Linked DNA regions of Rattus norvegicus: region 2 is linked to region 1. Evidence: chromatin contacts called from public HiChIP or PLAC-seq data. All regions are on one chromosome and are shown on one strand. Each heading gives the region's core, a stretch centred on a gene start, on an enhancer-like site or on the middle of the called end of the contact. The rest is flanking DNA. Distances are from core to core; before and after follow the strand shown.

The links. HiChIP or PLAC-seq counts read pairs in DNA pulled down with a chosen protein or histone mark.
Region 2: an H3K27ac HiChIP or PLAC-seq map of oligodendrocytes shows a contact between it and region 1, with 6 times the contacts expected there. The contact joins two enhancer-like sites. A contact is called at or near these places in 2 of 12 Hi-C or Micro-C datasets (kidney and liver) and 1 of 1 datasets of contacts at active chromatin or transcription factors (oligodendrocytes).

Annotation. Positions count from the first base shown.
Region 1 is chr15:58,376,825-58,384,712 of GRCr8, forward strand. No RefSeq gene overlaps it. Among named protein-coding and RNA genes, the nearest start is that of Serp2, 68 kb to the left of the region's middle. Within about 2 kb of position 5,122, at least 11 of the 93 cell types and tissues checked have an H3K27ac peak or open chromatin away from gene starts, as enhancers often do.
Region 2 is chr15:58,549,559-58,557,446 of GRCr8, forward strand. LOC102546462 (a long non-coding RNA gene) reads left to right here. Exons shown (of 7, transcript XR_010058214.1): 2 at 1,957-2,316. Among named protein-coding and RNA genes, the nearest start is that of Serp2, 240 kb to the left of the region's middle. Within about 2 kb of position 4,138, at least 16 of the 93 cell types and tissues checked have an H3K27ac peak or open chromatin away from gene starts, as enhancers often do.

The DNA.
Region 1 (7,888 bases), core at 3,872-6,371:
GTTGGACAGAGCCCAGCCTGGGGTGCCCGACAAACAGCTTTTGATCTAACGCCATACTGATTTCTGAACTGCAGTACCTTTAATGGCTGTTGGCTCTGATTTCCCAGGTTAATTTCCTGACATCTAAGGAGCTTTGTGTAGCGTGTGTTAACTTCCTGCCTTTTATGTCAGAGCCTGTGAACTGACAGAATCAGGGATCCAGCCAAGATAGCTGCGGGTGGGGCAAGCCTTGGAGACTCTGTCCTGCTGTGGTTTTTCCTTAGCTGTGCACTTAAGGCTCACTCTCCTTCTGATAAAAACACAATAGAAGGCTTCTTAAAGAAGACGTTGGGGTGCTGTGAAGGGATAGAGGGGCTGTCCAGTGTGTGGGTGAGAAAAATTCTCAGAGACATTTTCTGCTGGTTTTGTGAGTTTTGGAATAATGACCGAGGGGCAAAGACTCCCCCTACCCCATCCCAGCTCCTTCTGCTGTCTCCCAAGTACCTGTGGGCAACAGCAAAGGTCTCTACCACCCATCCCTTCCCCTCCCCCTTCTCTTCAGGCTTTCCTTTATATATCATTTCTTTGGCTGTCAGCTCTATTTTATCAGGGTTTGCTCAGCTGAGCTTCTGGATGGCTGGGCCCTACCTCTTTGTCTCAAGTAGCCAAAGCAGACAGGCACCTTAAACGAATGTTTTCTACCACAGCAGATGTTGTAACACTCACACCTTTTTGCAGGGTGGCAGCTAGACTCTCTTAACACCCACATCACAAGCAAAGGAGGAAGGAGGCCAAGTGATCTTTTTTACTGAGCAAAGGCAGAATTCCCTAATTCTAGAGAGGTTAGGGAGGCCCCTTAGCAAGGGCCTTAGAATCCATCTTCTGTAAGCTCATGAGAGCCTGGGTCTCTTTCAACGATTTCGCTTTTGTTCTTTTCCAGGCACAAGATACCTGGTGCTCAGAGCCCAAGAGCAAGTGGTCAGACTGAATGGCTTCCAGACGGTACTCTGACACCGTCTGTAACAATGGTGATGCAATAAAAAGAGAAAGCTTGTTTCTCCTTTCCCATTAGCCAATGGGATAATGCCTCCCACCTTCTCACATGTGTGTACTTTTGTGTGCATGGCATGGCTAGCGTGATCATACATGTGGAGGTCAGAGGACAACCTCAGGTGTTGGTCCTTGCTTTTTACCTTGCTCGTAATGGAGCCTCCTGGGCTGGAGAAATGGCTTAACGGTTAAGAGCACTGACTGCTCTTCCAGAGGTCCTGAGTTCAATACCCAGCAACTACATGGTGACTCACAACCATTTGTAATGAGATCTGATGCCCTCTTCTGGGATGCCTAAGACAGCTACAGTGTACTCACATACATAAAATAAATAAATACATCTTTAAAAAAAAAAGGAAATGGAGTCTTTTGATGCAGACTAACTGACCTATGAACTTCCTGTCTTTTTCGCCCATCTTGCCATAGGAACACTGGAGTTACAAGCATGTGCTACTTCACGTATATTTTAAGATCTGAGTTCAGAGTCTCACATTTGCCAAGTGCTTTGAGCCATCTTCCCAGCCCTCGTCTCTCAGTTCCTCTCAACTGGTATATTTCTTTTGCATGTTCTGTGTAGACTACTATGGATTGCTTCAGTGGTTCCCAGAGTGTTTCTGTGGGCTCCTGATAGAAATTTTCCAGCCCAGGACTTCCCATCTCAATGAGAAGCTCAGTCCAGGCAGCCTACAGGGATACCAGTTGCTATCTCTGGTGCTAAGGCAACTTTGCTGGGTTCTAAGGCCTCTCCCCAGCCCAGCATCCGCTAGTGGTTAGCAGAGACCAGTGTTCCTACTAGCAACGCTCTTGGCCATTTCACCCCTGTTTTCCCAGAGGTTGTTCCGAGCATGCGTACTGTACGACTCTGGTTTAGGTGGAACACAGGATTGCTCCTCAGAAAAATTTACTTGGAGAAAAAAGAAAAGCCAAAAGCAAAACAAGAACGAAAACCCCTATCTTCCCAGGAATTGAAAACAAACACATTTTTGAGATTCTTAGAAACAAACAACCCCAGACAAAACAAGGTCTTTGTTTAGGAACCCCCACTGTCTCTGCACAGTTCCCTTTCGCTTCCCTGCCTTTGTTTCTGTGTTTGCCCTTCCCAGGCTGTTTATCTGGCCTGGGAACACACACCCTCCTACAGACTCTGTGACCTTGAACCTTGCTATCAGTGACCTTGTGCCTTGGGCTTGCAAGGCAGCACAGATGAGTCCTGGGAGAATGGAAAGGGACTAAGTATAAATTGACTAGTATTCCGATGGCCCTGGAAGGAAAGCCTTGGGAAGGGCGAGAGGCCACCTGGGACCTTGGTGGGACAATGCAGCCAGTGTAGAAGGAGCTGTCTCTAGTGAGGAGCCAAAATCTGCCAAAGACCCCCTAATCCAGGGGCCATCTCCAGTCCTGGCCCTGGCTCCCCAGGGAGACTTCTGAGACCTTGGACTCCTCAGACCTGTGCTAGGTTAGGGGTAAAAACAAGGGACATTCCTCCTCTGGGAATGAAGGAGGAAAGGTCACAGTGGGAGGTTTCCTTTGTGAAAAATGGGGGTTGTTAGCATTCTGTCTCAGCTCCGCCCCCACAGTTACCTGGCAACAGCCAGGTGTGCCTGACTCACTATAAAAGGGGCTGCTCGCCCCTCCTCATGCCTTTGCTCTCTTATTCTCTCTTGTTCTTGCCTTCCGTTCTCCCTTTCCATGTGCTCATGGCCGGCCTCTACTCTTTACTTCTCTCTCTCTCTCTCTCTCTCTCTCTCTCTCTCTCTCTCTCTCTCTGCCTCCCCCACCCCCACTACCCTCTTAACTCCCCTCCGCATGCCTTGAATAAACTCTATTCTATACTATACCGTCCTTGTCAGGTGGCTGGTCCCTCGGGGGAAGGGATGCCTCAGCTTGGGCACACAGAGCCTCCTTTCCATACCTCCCACACCTCTACAGAACATATCCCCACTCTCTTTATCTTTTTATAAACACATCAGGGGTGACAGAGACCAGTTCTAGAACCTTAAGACAGCTTCTAGTCCTAAAGCAGAGGTTTCCCAGAGTGGGAGGAAAAAGGTTTTTTCTTAATATCAGCAGGATATACCTACTGTTGTGATTTCTTACTTAGCACCCTTTTTAGTCTTTCCTGTTTCTCTGCCATTCTGCCACCTCCCCAGTGTGTTCCCATTCCTGAGATTGCCTTACAGGGAAAGTACTCTGTACGTAGAGCGATTTTATGTGTTCATATAAGCTCCATCTTCTCCGTCTTATTCTCAGAGCTAAATAAAACATTTATTCGAAATAGTAGCAATTTCAAAGGGCTGGAGCGGTATAAAAAGCCCCTGTTGGGGAAATGTTAGGCAGGCAAAGCTGTTCTTGCTTATCCTTGGCTCTCGGAGCCTCAGTTTCTGTCTTGGTCTTTTTGTTTCTGTCATTATGAGGTTCTACAAGCAACCTCACAAACCATTTTCTCTGTGCGGCCTGCAGCAGTACCAGTGCGGACAGGGGTGTGCCGGTGAATAATGAACAATGGCATTTTTGGGGTAAGAGCCTGGGAGAAGCTCTGATCTGTAGCATAGGCTGGTCTTCATGAGCAAATATTCCTTACCGTGGCTAGTTGTGACATGATGGCAGAGTTTTGGAAAACTCTCAGTAGGTCCTCATTGGTCTGCCCACTGCTCAGTCAAGGCAGGTGTAACCAACTTGTGTCACCTAATTATACTATGACCGAAGAGTACAGTTCAGTAAGATAATTGGGAAGTGAGGCGTCCTGAGGTGGAGAGATGCTAAGTGTTTAGGAGCACAGAGTGCTCTCGCAGAGGACCCAAGCTCATTGTTCATTTCCTAGTGTCAAAGTTGGATGCACATAACCACCTGTGACTCCAGCTCCTGGGGACCCAGCATCTTTTTCCAGACTCTATGGGTACCAACACACACACACACACACACGCACGCACACACACGCACACGCACGCACGCACGCGTAATTAAAATATATACCTGAAATGAATTCTGAGAATTTATTCTTGGAAATGTAATTTTGGTGATTGTGAGGGTTTACTATTAATAACGGCCAAGTTAGCAAGGGACTCACGAGTTTCTGTTTAGCTTTCCTAACTGACCTTCTAGGACAATGCTGTTGTTGGAGGTGCTAACCCTGGTATGGCCTTGGCTCTTCTGAAACTTCTGGCTCACTTTGTCAAGCACAGATGGGACATTTCGCTCTGAATGTCACATTGAGATGATAAAGTAAACAGCAGTGAAAATAACTTCCTCTTCTCCCGGCCAGCATCCCTTTCTGTCTTTAAGTTAGAAATATTGATGTTGCCTTTGCACTTCCTGATCTTGGGGGTTTCAGCTCTTCCCAGCAACTGTTGTCAGTCAAGTCAGAGGACAACTTTGGTGCCTCAGGCACCATCTATGCTTATGCTTTAGATAGAATCTCAAGCTATCCCAGAACTTTCCAGGCAGCCTAGATTGGCAGCCCAGCCATCCCCAGGGATTCTGCTTGTCTTTGCCTCCCAAGTGCTTGGCATGACAAGTGTGGGCAAGCACACTGATATTTTTGTAGTTTTAATGTGTATTCTAAGGATTGAACTTGGGTCTTCATGCTTGGAGAGCAAGTAAAATGCCAGCTGAGCTTTCCTTCCAGCCTTGGGTATCATGACTATCTATTGGGTATCCTGTCTGTCTGTCTGTCTGTCTGTCCATCCACCAACCATCTATCTTATCTATCTATCAACCATCTTATTTGTCTATCTATCTATCTATCTATCTATCTATCTATCTATCTATCTATCTATCTATCTATCATCTATCTATCTATCACGTATCCATGCATCTATCCATCATCTAATCTCTCTGTCTCTGTCTCTGTCTCTGTCTCTGTCTGTCTCCCTCCCTCCCTCCCTCCCTTCTTCTCTCTCCCTTCTTCCTTCACTTCCTCCCTTTCTTCCTCCCTCCCTCCAGAGCCTCAGTGTGTACCTCTGGCTGGCCTGGCACTCGCTGTGTAGATGAGGCTGGCCTAGAGCTCTTGCTCTAGGAGCCCCTGCCTTCCAAGTCCTGGGATTAAAGGTGCTACCACATTTGGACCTGGGGCTCGTGGCTTTTTAAAGCTCTGTAGAGGTATCTAATCTGCAGCCTGGGCTACTTATCTCATTAATCCTGTCCCCTAGTGCAGTAGAGTGAAAGATGGGCTTGAACCCATCAGGATGGTGTGTGAATCTTGGCCTTGCTGCACAGGCGCCTCCTTGGCTAACTACACAATCAGAATAATAAGTTCTTTCATATGCGATTATATAAAAATGGCTTAGTCCTGCGCATGACTTAATAAAAGCCTTGGGTTCCCCACTCCATCTTTCAGTGGCCACCTCGTTGATCTTGTCTGTCATTCCTCCTGGACCTATACATAACCCAGTATTAGTCTTCAATGAGTCTTTCTCCAGAGTCAAAGCTATGTTCAGATACCTTGGCTGGCTCCCCACTCGCTAAATGAAATCTCAGTCTGCTCTGCCTCTTTCATAGAGTCTCAAGGGTCTCACCTTCCGCCAGTGAGAGCGCTTCTGTCTGTCACCGGGCTGGAGCTTCCGGCCCAGCTGTCAGTCCATCTGAGGCTTTGGCTCCTCCGCTGTCTTCCTACTGTGACTCTGATATACTTTAAGGGTATGGGGGCTTATGTACAGGAAACCGGAAAGGGGAATAACATTTGAAATGTATATAAAGAAATATATCTAATAAAAAATTAAAAAAGAAAGAAAGAAAGAAAGAATGCTCTCCCTACTCCTCTCAGGCTGTGGTAACTGTGAGAAAGATGCTCATCCCCTCTCCCAACTCCCAGGAAGTCCTCCTTCTACCCCCACTCAGGGCCGTCTCCTTCGCTCAGTCGTCTGTCGCTTGATGCATTCGTGCCCCCTCCAGCATCTTTAGACATTTACATTTCAGATTTTCAGACTGAAGCCTTTTAGATGACAGACAGGGACTTCACTGTTCTCACAGCCAAGGCTGTCCCTGGGATGTGGCCAACGAGGGTGGCTGATTATACAAAGTGACAATCATCCCTACAGCTTGAAGCTGCTCAGATTGGAGGACAGGGAAGAGGCTAAATAACTCCAAGCTTCCCTGAGCACAATGTTCAGGTGACACAAGGCTTTCTTAGAGCAGTTCGTCTTCACCTCTACTTCTTCAGTCTGTCAAAGTGACAGCCGCACTCAGTGTCACCTGAGCTACTCTGGGCATTTGAGAGGATCCTTGCCCATCTGGGCATTCAAAGGGGGTGGGGATCATTGGCCCTGAGCATTCATTGCAGCAGCTCCTTGCACAGCCTTGTCTGCCCCGTGAACTCAGGAGGTATGGAAAGCAATAGCAACCGATAAAAGGTCCCTAGTGGCCAGCCTGGGGTCTTTATTAGCACTGATCCCCAAGAACCAAACAGGACAGGGAAAACTCCTGAACACCAGCATTGACTTGGATTCTTAGAGAACAGTATCTAATACCAGCCACAGTAACAAAGGCATCTTAAGTATATAGCAATAGATTGAGAAATTGTGACTAAATGAAACCGTCTTTAGTACCCTACCACTGATTGAAAACATTTCAGATGTGCAAGGCTTGATGTCTTAGTCTCTGGCCTTTTGCCTATTTGGGTAATTTACCCCTAACTATCTTCATAACTATCATCACCACCACCACCACCACCACCACCACCACCACCACCACCACCACCACCACATCACCATTATCGTTGACTCAATTAGCCAAGTTAAAAATTGTCGGATCACTCTTGACTATCTACCGCATTCTTTAAATCTAATTAGCTACTAAGTGTTAATGCCACCATTTTCTAAATACTTCATGCTTGGTTCCCTGTTCGAGTTTGGCCCTAAATATCCTACAAGGCTTCCATGCTGGAGATCTGGTTCCCAGATGGCGTTGCTGTTGGGTGTAGTGGAGCATTGGGAGACGGGTCTTCTGGGAGAGAGTTAAGGACGCTACCCGTGGACAGCATCTGGGGACCCTGGTTCTTGCTTTACTCCTTTTGCTTCCTGGTTGCCATGAGGTGAGCAGCTTTGATTATAACATGTCCTCCACCATGATTTTTTTGGTCCTATTTCATTGGCTCAACCACAGGGAGCCAATGGTTACCGACTGAGAATTTTGAAACTGTAAGTCAAGATGTCGTCTCCTTCCTCTGTGAAGGTTAGCTTGGAATTTTGTCACAAAAATCATTTCAGGTTTTCTTTATCTTTTATTTGGCCCTTGATACCAACTTCTGACGTTCTGTTTACACGCCTCATTTTGCTGGTGGCTGGATTTGTCTCTCTAAAACTTAATAAATTATAGCCATGTTTGGTACACTCCATTGTTTTCCCGCTAACTAAAGGATTTATTCTAGATCCTCTGGTGTGTCTTCAGATCTGACCCTTCACCTAGAGTGCCAGACTCACATCTGCTCTGTCTTCCCACTTAATGTGTACCTCAGATGCCACAATCATCTCGGAGGGTCTCATGCCTCTGTGTCTTTGTACACATCTGTCGCCTTTCCTTTTCTCATTATGTGCTCACCTGGTAAGATGCAGTTCAGAGGTTATCCCCTATGCAACTTACCTTGACCCCCTCTGGCAAAACTCATTATCTCCTCTTTGCATTTCCCTCAGCCATCAGCACAAACCTGACTCAGCATTTGGCTGTGTTATTTTAATTATCTGTTTTCACATCTGCCCTATTCAACCATGCCTTAGTCATCTGGTATTCCCCAATTGCATCATCCAGAGAGCACAGCTCCGCCCTAGATGCTGGTGGAATGAACGGGTGCATTTCCTGTCGTGTGTTGCACATTCCTCTCCTGTTCTGTGTTTAAGAGTTCCTTCGAGAGACTAAATGGAGCAAG
Region 2 (7,888 bases), core at 2,888-5,387, 170 kb after region 1:
ACGGTCTGGTGTAAGAGACTGTGGTGTCAGATCATATTCAGTACCAGAGTGCTGGAGCCGGGGAAAGGTTTCAGACAGGCGATGGAAGATCCTCTGATGGCTTCTGAGGCTGTGGGATGCAGGGCTGTGTGGGATCTGTCTGAGGGCTCCAGAAGCAGAGAAACCGAGCAGTATAACCACACGTCCATCCTTGAGACACAGACTCACAAACCGCGAGGTATCACAGGGAACTGGTTCCTGACAGACAGCTCATAGGAGCCGTTGGCGGTATTCGCCCTTTATCAGTGAAGGGTTGGTGGATATTAGGGGCCGGAGGACTACGGAGGAAGCACAGGCTTTACTGAGGAACTAGGATGGCAAAGGCCACATGTGATGCCCAGTTCACTGGGCTGGACATGACTGTGTTCACCAGAGACTTAATGAGAACTGGATACAGCAGGGATCTTGGGACTGGCACGGTGCTTTAATGGCTTTGCTGAACTCCTTGTTGGGGCAGGATCTTAACAAAGGTTAAAAGTCTTTGGAGGTGTATGTGACACAGACTAGCATGTAAAGTGTGTCCGTGGAATGGGAGAGCAGTCTAGAGGAGATGAGAGAAAGGTGAAGCAGCAGAGGTCTATCTCCAAAGCAAATTGACAAGATCTGCGTTGAACCCACATTTTAAAAAGATGACATAAAGGTAAATCCCCTGCTAAGGAGCGACTTGGGAGGCTTTAAAGCCAGAGTTTACAGAAGGCTCACACAATAAAACAGTAACAGCGCAGAAGACTGAGTCTGTACTGGAGGGTGAACAATTACCTCCTAAGCGAAGTCCTTTTCTCTCCTGAAAGAGGTTATGCTTGGGCGTGGAGTTGGTTTGCTAAGCCAGAGCCTGTCCAGAGACCAGCTGCCCCTGTAGCCAATGTGCTAACCTAGAGCCTCTCCAGCGCAGGGATAAGGCCCAAGCAGCAGGTGAGAGCAGAGCCTCAATCCTCCTTTGGCCTGAGCAGCAGGAGCCAGCCCCACCAAGCTCATCAGGGGCCGGGAATCACAGGGAGGATCCCTGGGAGAGCTGTAGGACCTGGAAGTGGAATAGCCCTGAGAAAATGACTGAGGTTTGTGGAGTGTCACTTTAAGGCAGTGCCTCCTGCTGTCCCCAACACTGATTAAACAGAGAGTAACAGATGAAGTCTTCCCATACTGCGTTAAACCTCGCTCACGTTGGACCCTGGTATTTTCTTAGCTGTAGCTGTCTGTAGGCCCGATACTTGGAGTGATGACAGTTGGCTGTCAGAGAGCCTGGCTGAGGTTATCGGGATGACCCTGCTGTTAGTGTATGGGAGGGTGGTTCAGGACTTTGTGCTATTGTTCTGCCCATTTGCAAACTTTCTTATCTAGGCAGCCTAATGCTAACCTTTGAGTGTTTTGTGGATTTGGAAGCACATAAGAGAGACACGTGAATGAGTCTGAAGAACAAGCCTGGGAAATTAGCTCACAGAGGGTCCAAAGGCCAAGTGTCAGGAGCTTTACGGGTTGGTTGGACAAGGCACAGTGATTTCCCAAGGTGACTGGGAAAATCTGCAACAGCCTGACCTGTAAGTGTACAAGAGTAGCCTCTTAGAGTGGAAATGGATTCCCAGAAGCCATAACATTAAGAAGCCCAACACTAGGGGTAGGGTACCGCCCTAGAAGTTGTTAGCCACAGGGGCCTTAGGGGTCCCTATTGTCACTGCATGCAACACATAACTAAATGGGAAGAGCTTACTGCTGAACACGATGCACGTTGGATACGATGAGTTCAAGACCAAGTCCCTCTGCACCACTCTCAGAGCAGATGGGTCTGTGAGAGAGACAATATGACATTTCCCCCCTCTCTGGGGTCGGTTGTTGGAAATAGGTTTCATAGGCGCATTCATTGGAGATTTGCTGATATCTGACAAGCTGTCTTTGCAAATGCTTCTCCTTTTTATTCCTTAGGAACATCTGGATGGGGCCCGAGAATACCCTTAAGCCAGGAGCCCACAGAACAGTTTTAGCTGCACCTGGAGGAGGACTGCTGGCTTCTGGCATCTTCCCTTTGGGGCTTGTAGTTGCTTATCCTGAAGCAAAGCATGACCCTTTGAAGCATCCAGAAGGATGCAAACCACACCAGCCACCAGCATCGAGAGAGAGAGAGAGAGAGAGAGAGAGAGAGAGAGAGAGAATGAATTGGCTTTCCACTTGTCTCTGCTCACGTGCAACCCTGCCAGCCAGCAGCTACCTACCACACTTGTCTCTTTGAAATAAACTGAGAAAGAGATGGAGAGGGAAAAAAACCCACCAACAACATTTTATAAGGTAAGGCAACCATATAACAGGTAGGACAAGTATGAGGAATGCTTGAAACAAATATATATATATATATATGTGACAGTGTCACCTTCCTCTGACACAGCTAATGCCCTTGTGACAAAGGATGTCTACTTTGGGTGGGCAGGTAGTCACCTGTATTTTCCTGGGTCTACTGGAAGTCTACAGATCTCTTTTGAAGTCATTATTTAGGGAATACTTTTTTTTACAAGGTGCTCATTTTTCAATTTAGTCTCCCAGATTACCATTTTAAAAGTCTTTTATGTTATTAGATTTTTTTTTTGTTTAGTAGGCAACAACTGTATGCAAAATGCTGTCTATGGAGAAGCCTGCTTTTTACACTGAGTTAGGAAATGGAAACTTTCATTGTACCTTCAGTTTACTGGGGTTCACACTTAAAGAAATACCCGGGAGTTCAGGAACATGGTGCAGTGTTGACTCGGGCTGACACTAGGTGTTTCCTCACTCTCCTAGAGGATGACCCACATCCTCAAATTGTAAGGGGTGCAGAGGAAGCGAAGGTGGAGGGTGTGGCTGTACTTGGTCTCCTATGCTCGAGCACATGAACAGGGAATGGGAAAGTTTACCACTCGTAAAGAATCCTTCACCACTGAACTGTGTACCTTCTGGGCCCCCTACTCTGACACTTGGGGAATGTCTAGAGCAGCAGGGACCTCAGTTATGCCATGTACCTCTCTGTACTTCTCTGGTCAGAGGGGAAAGCACAGAGCTCCAGTGTGATTCTCTCCTGAAAGGGACCAAGTGTCTTCTGATAAATAACACTCAAGCATTTTTTTTTAATGAAGGCATTAAACTGACCTTCTTTTGAAATGAGCTCTACAGGGTAAACAAGGAGAGATCTTGTTTTCTCTTCATCCTGGAAAAATAACTTTTTTCCCCCTTTTCCAGCTCAGTACAGTTGACTGAATTGGAAAGGAATCTTATTTTCTCTGGAAAGATTTATTTGCCTAACAGTTGTGTTTTTGTATGTGTGTGTGTGTTGGCAAGAGCCGATAGATTTTCCAGAACAAGGGTCGTCTTGTTCACAGTTTGGAGGTGTCTAAGAACTGACGAGGGGATTTAATGTTGGGCAAGCCTGTTGCAGACTTAACATTCTGTATGGATTCTGAAACATTTCGGTCCCTGGACTTAGGGACCGAAAGGTGTGTTTTCTGGGACCTTGGCTGTTCAGTGTGACCGGACACATCAGCAGGCAGCAGACAAACACGATTTCTTCATTCTGTCCTTGTGACCCTCATGACCTATTGGGAAGCATCTGTATTTCTGTGCCCTAACATAGAAATCCAACCTTTTTCAAAGCTAAGTGTAGGCTTTTCCTCTTGGCCTACTCTGGGGTCATGGGTTCCAGGATTTAGAGAGCAATGTGTTAAATCCTTTCTGGCTGAGCTAGAAAAAAACCCCATAAAGGAATCACTATATTTCCCAATCTCCTGCCTCTTTCTCTATTCATTGAGCTTCTCAATGGATTTGAGAGAGTTTGAATAAATATTTCCCCCTTTGACATAAAATAGTTTTTATGAGTTCCCATTCCCCACCACCCTGTGTTCCAGACATTCTTGTAATAAAAACTATAAAACCCTATGCTCTGGGATATTTTCACAAACATTTCTTTGAACATAAGGAACCTGTGTCTTGTCCATCCAACCTCTCTATTTTAACACAAGGAACCAAACACATCTCTGAGCAGAGATTCTCTTCCTTCATTCTCCAGCTTCCAAGCCATTGCCTGCTAGGCCAACCCAAGGACATCTGGGCTGGCTTGTGTACAAGTGACTTGTCACTCAGCTGGCCCTGGCTCTGCCAGGTGTGTCTAGCCAACGTAAAGAGAAGGTGTTTTTCCTTTTAGCTCTGCTGTTGAAATGTTCACCACATTTCCCCCCTGCCTATTGTCTGTTTTTAAGGAAGTACAGACCAACAGAAAACAGAGGAGTCTGGGAATTCTCCTTTGTACATATTGGCTGCCAGCCTCTTTGTGTATTTAATTTAGTTTCAAAAAACCCCTACATAATTAAAGGAGGGGAAATGTAATTTTTCTTTGGCAGCCTGGTTTCTGCAAGGGAAACTGGCCGATAGCGTCTCCTCTAAACTGGTGCTGGGAGACTTGACAGGCCCCGATGTGTGCACCCTCTGGCCTGGCAGCACTGAGGCGCTAACCAACTGCACTGGGACAACTTCCTAGTTTGTGTGTTTTTTCCTAAGGCATGCTGAGCTTTTCCAAATCCATTCCTAGTGCACACCAAAGCAAGCCTGTGTAGTTCTTGGAATTGCAAACCACACTGATTTCTTTTGTGTTATGCATTCCGAGAGCTGAATTTGAGCTAAATGGATTCACACTTCCTTTAAATTTAGCAAGCACAGGCAGGTTCAGGAGAATCCAGGAATCTCCGTGAAAGAACCCCAGTACAGAGTTTGGGCTTTTCTTGTGTGTGTGTGTGTGTGTGTGTGTGTGTGTGTGTGTGTGTGTGTGTGTGTGTGTGTGTATGTTCCTATGTGTGTGTATGTGTGAGTATGTGAGTATATATGTGTGTGAGTATATGTGTGTATATGAGCAAATGTGTGTTACCCAGGGACCTCATACCTACTGAACACATAATCCTGAATTTCTTTCCCAGTACTTTCTCCCTAAATTCTTCAAACACCTCTGCCATCTTCATTGTTGGACAGTTGGTAATTGGGAATGGTGATCACAAACAAAAGGGAGAAAAGAGAAACAAAGTGGTGCTTGCACACCAGCAAAGACAACAGACAAGCAAAGAACAGCAAAGAACAACACAAGCAGAGTTGCTAGACCTAGACTTGGGCCCAGTTCTCAATGTTCATCACGTCTATGTTACCCCTGATGGGCTCCCAGCCCACTTGAGCTTCACCTTTTTCCTGGTCCTGATGTCTTCCGGGTGGTGCTAGTTATTCTGTGTCCTTTCTGTCCTCCACCAGCATCCTTTCCTACCTCACCCATCGCCAAGGTGCCAAGGTCACCGCTTCTACACGGTTCCTGTGTTTTCACCTCTCACCAATGGCCCTAAAAGTTGGTGGAAATTTAAAAAGCAGATTGTTTCCTGAGAAGCAAGCAAGCAAGCTCTGGAATGGAGTGTCGGCGAAGGATTAATGAATGCTGTCTTCTGGGTTTCTGAATGAAAGACCAGATGTTAAGAGGAAAAATTAATATGAAGAGAACTTCTTACCAAATTGTCGAGGCTGGCTACTCTTGGAGAGTTGGTGCTCACTCTGTTTCTGAATAATGTTAATGTAACACAATGGTTTAGAGATGGACCATAGAAGCAGCTAGCCTCATAGAGTATCAGAGAAGGCAGATACAACTTCTCTAGCCTGACATGAGCAGAGCAGGAAGGCCCCTGGGAAATGAAGGAAAGAAAACAAGGGCAGGCCTGAAGTGTTGTTCTTCACCAGAAAATCAGTGTTCTCTTTTGGATTGAGGATCTAAGTGGCTGGGCACCGAAGTGTTAATTAAACTCTGTGGCATAAAACCCAATCGAGGGTGAACATAATTGTATGACATCACCTTAATTTGTTGATGTTGGTGTGATAAGTCTCCAGTAAAGGGCACAAAATGCACATAAGATAAAACACATCACACAGGAGACTATGTGTGTCTGCAAATTAAGAGTAGATTTTTTTCTTTTATTTCTTTTTTTATTGGATATTTTCTTTCTCTACATTTCAAATGTTGTCCCCCTTCCTGGTTTCCTGTCTGGAAACCTCCTATCCCATCCCCTCTCTGCCTCCATGAGGGTGCTCCCCCACCAACCCACCCACTCCTTCCCACCTCCCCTCTCTGGCATTCTCCTACACTGGGGCATCCAGTCTTTACAGGACCTAGGGTCTTTCTTTCCACTGATACATGACAAGGCCATCCTCTACCACATACGTGGCAGAAGCCATGGGTCATTCCATGTGTACTATTTGTTGGTGGTTTAGTCCCTGGGAGCTTTGCAATGTCTGGTTGGTTGATATTGTTGTTCTTCCTATGGGGTTGCAAACCCCTTTAGCTCCTTCAGTCCTTCCCTAACTCTTCCATTGGGGACATCATGCTCAGTCCAGTGGTTGGCTGCAAGCATCTGCCTCTGTATTTGTCAGGCTCTGACACAGCCTCTCAGGAGACAGCTCTATCAGGCTCCTGTCAGCCTGTACCTCTTGGCATCTCCAAAAATGACTGGTTTGGTGACTGCACATGGGATGGATCCCCATGTATAGCAGTCTCTGGATGGCCTTTCCTTCAGTCTCTGCTCCACACTTTGTCTCTGTATTTCCTCCTATTAGTATTTTGCTCCCCCCTTCTAAGAAGTACTGAAGCATCCACACTTTGGTCTTCCTTCTTGAGCTTCATGTGGTCTGTAATTGTATCTTGGGTATTCGAAACTTTTTGGCTAATATCCACTTATCAGTGAGTGCATATCATGTGTGTTCCTTTGTGTTTGAGTTACCAAGTCCAAGTGGATCAAGGGCCTCCACATAAAACCAGATACACTGAAACTAATAGAGGATAAAGTGGGGAAGAACCGTGAACACATGGGCCCTGGGGAAAATTTCCTGATAAGAACACCAATGGCTTATGCTCCAAGATCAACAATAGACAAATGGGACCTCATAAAATTGCAAAGCTTGTGTAAGACAAAGGATACTGTCAATAGGACAAAATGGCAACCAACAGATTGGGAAAAGATCTTTACCAATCCTACAACCGATAGGGGGCTAATATTCAATATATACAAAGAACTCAGGAAGTTAGACTCCAGAGAACCAAATAATCTTATTTAATAATGGAGTACAGAGTTAAACAAAAAATTCTCAACTGAGGAATCTGGAATGGCCAAGAAGCACCTAAAGAAATGTTCAACATCCTTAGTCATCAGGCAAATGCAAATCAAAAGGCCCTCACACCAGGCAGAATGGCTAAGATCAAAAACTCAGGTGACAGCAGACACTGGCGAGGATGTGGAAAAATAGGAACACTCCTCCATTGTTGGTGGGATTGCCAGTTGGTACAACCATTCTGGAAATCAGTCTGGTGGCTCCTCAGAAAATTGGACATTGCACTTCCTGAGGACTCAGCTATACCTCTCCTGGGCATACACCCAAAAGATGCTCCAACATATAACAAAGACACATGTTCCACTATGTTCATAGCAGCCTTATATATAATAGCCAGAAGATAGAAAGAGCCCAAATGTCCTTCAACAGAGGAATGGGTACAGAAAATGTGGTACATTTACACAATGGAGTACTACTTAGCTATTAAAACCAATGTCTTTGTGAAATTCTTAGGCAAATGGATGGAAATAGAGGAGAAGGTTTTCAGAGTTCACGTGCACATTATAAGAAGTCTACACTAAACCATGGAGCATGACCCAACATTCCATTTTTTTATATTATTTTAGTCATTATTTTAGTAGAAAGAAGTAGAGCATAGAAAATAGTTCAGAAGGCGTAACTGCCTTCTCCACGAGGAGTCCATGAGGCAAAGGGAGCCTGGGCACATTCACGAGTACAGCGCAATTCATTTTAGACTCAAGCGTTTTGT